Linked DNA regions of Sus scrofa: region 1 is linked to region 2. The links are chromatin contacts, called in public HiChIP or PLAC-seq maps. All regions are on one chromosome and are shown on one strand. The core of a region is the stretch at or near the end of the contact, and the rest is flanking DNA. Distances in the headings are between cores, read along the strand shown.

Region 1 (2,899 bases), core at 266-2,765, 240 kb before region 2:
AAGTTCCCAGGCTAGGGGGTCAAATCAGAGATGTAGCTGCCACAGTCATAGCAACATCAGATTCGAGCTGCAAAGCAAGGCTGGATCCTTAACCCAGTGAGCCAGGCCAGGGATCAAACCCAGAGTCCTCATGGATACCAGTCCAGTTTGTTACTGCCAAGCCATAACAGGAACTCCTAAACTAATATCTTTTAAATGAATTTAAAAAGTGCCGTTTTCATTTTTCTACTAATTAAATGATAAACAGTTTCTCACCAATAGATGTTTCTTTGGTACAGATTTTATGGAGATAGAATTACTGGATTATATTACCCATAACTTCTTCAATATTCTTTAATTGCGAAACAGATGATACACGTGGGGACTACACACTGACAGTGGAAGAAAGGACACAATGAAGACAGTGAGAAGGGATCATAGAAGCGGATGTGATGGTCCAACTTCCACCTGATGGGAGCTCTTGAAGGAGAAACAAACCTTTCCAATTGGAAACTCAGACTGGGATGTCCATTTCCTGTTGGCTACATCCCTGGGTGTCTAACACACTCTGCTATGTTCTGGGTGATGAAAAAAGGGCAACAGTGGGAAGCTACATCCACATGACACAGTAGGTCCCCAATGCTTTTAGCCAAGAATATATACAGACGTGAAGGGGCCACAGTCGGGGCAGCCACTCCGGCCACCAGGAAGCCCAGAAAGGGCAGGAGAAGAACAAGACTCTTTCCACACGCGGTAAGATTTCAGGTTCTGAGAAGCCTAATTTGTTCTGTGCCATGGTCTTTTTAAAAAATTATGATTTTAAAAAAGTTTTGGGAGTTCCAGTCATGGCTCAGCAGTTAACGAATCCAGCGAGCATCCAGGGGGATGTTGGTTCGCTCCCTGGACTCACTCAGTGGGTTGGGGATCCAACATTGCCATGAGCTGTGGTGTAGGTCGCAGACGTGGCTTGGATTCTGCATTGCTGTGGCTGTGGCAGTAGGCCAGCACTACAGCTCAGATTCGAGCCCTAGCCTGGGAGCCTCCATGTGCCGTGGGTGTGGCCCTAAAAGGACAAAAACAACAACAAAAAATTGTGATAAAATATACCACACACCATCTACCACTTTAACCCCTTTGAAGAGTAAAGTTCACGGGCACTGAGAATATTCACATAGTTGTGCAGCCATCGCCATCCTCCATCTCCAGAACTTTTTCATCTGGCAAAACTGAAACCCTGTCCCTTGGCTGCCAATCATTTTATACATGGGCTTGTATCCCTGTTTAGGAAGAATTTACACAAGCAATCCGTGCTTTATGCTCCTATTTTAAGGGAATGTTTGCTACATCAGGTTTTCCTGGTTCATGAACAAAACTCAGACACAGCCTCGCCAGGGGACAAAGCTGAATCCGTGTCCAGCGCCCTGGGCAGCATCCTGGCCCAGAGAACCCCGCTTGCACCCTCCCTCCCAGCCCTAAACTGCTTCTCCGCAAATCTTCCCCAGTAGAGGGCGCTGTCATCCTCTAGACGCTCTAGCCAAAAACTCAAACTCGCTTCGCTAGTCTCTTGACCTTGCTCCCCACATCTAAGCCTCTCAGCAAGCCCTGTCAACTGCTACTTGGAAACAGCCCAAATGTTTACTTCCCTCCACCTCATCCCTGGTCCCCAAGGCCACCTCCCTTCACTTGGATCTCATCCTACCCACTTGTCCCCTGGCTGCTTGTTGCATCATTGTCCATTCCCAATAGAGCGGTCATGGTGAGCTTTGAGAAATCACCTTTAAAACACCACGGTACATGCCTGCTGAAATCTTCCAATGGCTTCCCATCGCCCACCTAAAATAAAATCGCCTTATGCCATACAAAGGCTGATGTGATGGTTGCTTTTCTTACTGCCTGCATATCACTCTGTACATGGTTCACTATGAGTCAGCCAGCTGAGATTGGAGGGTTTCCAAAACCACTATGCCTCAGGATATTGGAATAGGCTGTTCCCTCTGCCTGGAGGGTCCTTCCACAATCTTCTCACATCTGGCTCAGATCTCAGTTTAGGGGTTTCCTCTTCACAGATGGTTGCATTGATCACCTAATCCAGAACGTCCACTCAGCGATGATCTATTATCTTGTCTGAGCTCAATTAGCTTCATAGCCCTGGTAACTCTATTTTTTGATTGTTTATTAAGGTTACCGTCTCGTTCTCCTAAAATAGCAATTTCAGAGGTGAGAACCTTGTTTTTCATGCTCAGTGTCGTACTTTTGTATTCTTAGAGTGTAAAAAGTGATTGGTGGATAGGAGATGCGAAATAAAATTTGTTGCGTATTGAATAAATGAACAAAGAGAACAGTATTAATACCTAAGGGCATTGACAACAAAAACTTCCTAAAATTTAAAGGAAATTCGGCACCTGAAAGCATTTCCTCCTGAAAAATTAACAAGCCAACATCTCACCAAGACTTATCCAAATAATCATATTATTTTTACTTATCTTCTGTATTCTGAGCAAATATGTAACTTCCAAGTACGGAGACTATATTTCCAGTGCTCTGCACAGATTTGACATATGGAAGATTCTCAATGAATACTTTTTTTTTTTTTTTTTGCTTTTTAGGGCTGCACTAGCAGCATGTGGAGGTTCCCAGGCTAGGGGTCTAATCAGAGCTACAGCTGCCAGCCTACACCACAGCTACAACAACGTGGGATCCAAGCCACACCTGTGACCCACATCACAGCTCACGGCAACACCAGATCCTTAACCCACTGATCGAGGCCAGGGATCGAACCCACAACCTCCTGGTTCCTAGTCAGATTGGTTTCCGCTGAGCCATGACGAGAACTCCATCAATAAATACTTTTTAAATGAGTTTTCCTCCAGGTGTGGGTGATAAAATCCACTGAGTTTTATTTAGATAATGTGATTACAAA
Region 2 (3,061 bases), core at 315-2,814:
CAAGGCAAAACCTGTCACAGCAAGAACCAGATTCGAATGGGGACACTTTCCTGCCTGTGTCAGCCATGGTCTGCCCCACCTGGGCCTTAGCATTTCTCCAAGACAGAGCCCACAGGAGGCCATAGGTCCCACCTCGTAGGAGCCCTTCCCCTCACCCCCTCATCTGCCCGCCCTCAGGTGTCACACTGTTGATAAGAGACTGCAGGTCCGAAAAGCCTTTTCAGAATTCTGGATCCTTCCTCATCCTCAGAAGTACATATCCCTTTCTCCAAATTCCACCCTCAGTATAATCTGGGAACGCATACGAGATAGTTCGAAGAGATAAGGTCGTCTAGCAGGTTAAATATTCATGATACTCACTGTGTATTCCAAAATGATGCTGAGGAAGATTTTTCAAACTAGTTGAGGACATAAACTATATTTAGATGTCACATCTAAGTGCACCCAATGCCCGATCGAGGGGAACTGGTTCAGAAAAGTGAGACATCAATAAGCACCGAAGTGATGGAACATTTTGTGGAGGCCAGGTTTAGGATGGACCTTAAAGAATGTGAAGAATTTGGGAGTTCCCGTTGTGGCTCAGTGGTCAACAAATCCGACTAGAAACCATGAGGTTGCGGGTTTGATCCCTGGCCTCGCTCAGTGGGTTGAGGATCCGGCATTGCCGTGAGCTGTGGTGTGGGTTGCAGACACGGCTTGGATCCTGAGTTGCTGTGGCCCTGGTGTAGGCCGGCAGCTACAGCTCCGATTCAACCCCTAGCCTGGGAACCTCCATATGTGCTCCAGAAAAAGACAAAAAAAAAAAAAAAAAAAGAATCGGAAGAATTTGGATAGTCGGGGAAAGAAACTATGACAATCTAGAAAAGAGACATACCATAACCAAAGGCAAGAAAAGGGAGAGATATATTCATGAAAGGCCCGGGTAGTCAGCCTGCCTGGAGGAGGAATGGCACAAGAATGTGCCTAGCAAGAATTCATAGGAAATGAGATTAGTTGGGATAAGATGAATTCATCAACAAACTTCCTCAAACATTTATCAAGTGCTAGTTAGATGTCAATCAATGTACTAGGTCTCTTGCACATAGTAATGGCTTAGACCCATTAGATCTTCATTATGTCAGGCACTCCAAGAAGCTTACATGGATTATCTCATTTAATCATCACTACAGACCTATGATGAGGTAGGCACTGGCTGTGTTGTCATTTCAGAAATGAAGAAGAGGAGTTCCCGTCGTGGCACAGGGGTTGACAAATCCAACTAGGAACCATGAGGTTGCGGGTTCGATCCCTGGCCTTGCTCAGTGGGTTAAGGATCCAGCATTGCCATGAGCTGTGGTGTGGGTTGCAGACGCGGCTCGGATCCCGTGTTGCTATGGCTCTGGCGTAGGCTGGCAGCTACAGCTCCGATTCGACCCCTAGCCTGGGAACCTCCATGTGCCGTGGGATCGGCCCAAGAAATAGCAAAAAGACAAAAAAAAAAAAAAAAGAAATGAAGACGAGAAGCCCAGAGTGGTTAAGGAACTTGCTCCAGGTCACACAGTGACCCGAGTGACAAAGCCTGGCCTGGAACCAATGAGTCAGCTCAAATGTGGTTTCTGAACACAATGTTAAACTGCCTCCACACACATTCCCTCATTAAATCCTCATAAAATTCCCTGTGACACAGGCACCATTATCCCCACTTTGCCCATAGGGATCCAAGGCTCCAGGAATCAGTGAGTTCCTCCAGGCGGTTCTGCTGGGATTTGAAAGCAGGTCCACTAATTCCGAATCCATTAAACTTTCCATTCTGATATAACTGGCTGGCAGAAGGATTGTCCAGAATGGGATCAAATTAGGGGAAATTTAACACCCTGATAAGGGAAGAAGCCTATAGGACAGGAAATAGGGAAAAGCTTCAGATTTTTTTTGTTTTTGTTTTTGTCTTTTGTCCTTTTAGGGCCGGACCTGGGGCATATGTTAGTTCCCAGGCTAGAGGTCTAATTGGAGCTGTAGCCACTGGCCTTACACCACAGCCACAGCAATAACAGATCCGAGCCACATCTGTGACCTACACCACAGCTCACGGCAATGCTGGATCCTTAACCCACTGAGTGAGGCCAGGGATCGAACCCACAACCTCATGGTTCTTAGTCGGATTCGTTTCCGATGCGCCATGATGGGAACTCCAGCTTCAGGGTTTTGACTTAATTAACTAAGAGAGGTCTGGCCTTGGCCTTGCACAGGGACAGGGAAAGAGTGGACATGAACAGTAGATGATGTTAGCAGTGGTGATGACCTAGAAATGGTCACGGGATGCGGGGGGAGGCGTGGGAGGAAGGGAAGGATAGAAACAATGATCAATATTTGAAAGAAAATCTGATTGTTCTTGGGGACTGAATAGCTGAGGGCAATGAAAGGAGATTAGATCAAGAGGACTTTGCTTTTCATCTAAATGACAGACTGTTGACAGGGGCTGAGAGGTTATAGGAGCAGCTGGTTTGTGGCAAAAAATGAGGTTTGTTTTTGGATATGTTGCAATCTGCTTGGCAGAACAATGAGGGGCACATTCCAGAAGAAATGACCAGTAGGCAGTCTGGGAGGTGGGACTGGAGCTCAGGTAGAGAGCAGAGGCAGGGCATCCCATCTGACACAGAAGCCATGCAGGACCCCTGAAGGGGCAGACAAGTCAGATTCCAGGGAGAATATAGGTTTTGCATAGTTGGCGGAATAAGTCAGGAGTCCGCAGAGAACAGATATGTAGTACAACAAAAGAAAACAGGCCCAAGGGTAAGCCACGGGTCTGGACAAGTTCTTAGGGCCAAGACAGAGATAGCAATTAAAGGGACACAGTAGCAAATGCCATCTCACCTGTATCACAGAGAAATGACCACTGGAGAATTTCCTGAGATGAATGTGGTGTTTGGGGGCGTTCTCCCACTGCAAGAGCCAAACCCACCTTAGCCAAGGGGACCCCGAAGTCTGACCCTACAGAACAATTAGGAACTTTGGTAGCAGAGTTCACAATCTACATCAGCAGAAGGAGAGAAGGGAAGTCATCAGAAAAGCCCTCCCCATTGAA

Evidence for each region. HiChIP or PLAC-seq counts read pairs in DNA pulled down with a chosen protein or histone mark.
Region 1: a contact with region 2 is called in an H3K27ac HiChIP or PLAC-seq map of alveolar macrophages. The contact joins two enhancer-like sites. A contact is called at or near these places in 2 of 5 promoter capture datasets (fetal liver and fetal skeletal muscle) and 1 of 2 datasets of contacts at active chromatin or transcription factors (alveolar macrophages).

Annotation. Positions count from the first base shown.
Region 1 is chr5:60,089,602-60,092,500 of Sscrofa11.1, reverse strand. The region is part of intron 4 of MANSC1 (MANSC domain-containing protein 1); the gene reads right to left. Among named protein-coding and RNA genes, the nearest start is that of MANSC1, 8.6 kb to the right of the region's middle. Within about 2 kb of position 1,515, at least 12 of the 83 cell types and tissues checked have an H3K27ac peak or open chromatin away from gene starts, as enhancers often do. A contact at or near this core is called in alveolar macrophages, where this site is marked.
Region 2 is chr5:59,853,029-59,856,089 of Sscrofa11.1, reverse strand. No RefSeq gene overlaps it. Among named protein-coding and RNA genes, the nearest start is that of DUSP16, 15 kb to the left of the region's middle. Within about 2 kb of position 1,564, at least 3 of the 83 cell types and tissues checked have an H3K27ac peak or open chromatin away from gene starts, as enhancers often do. A contact at or near this core is called in alveolar macrophages, where this site is marked.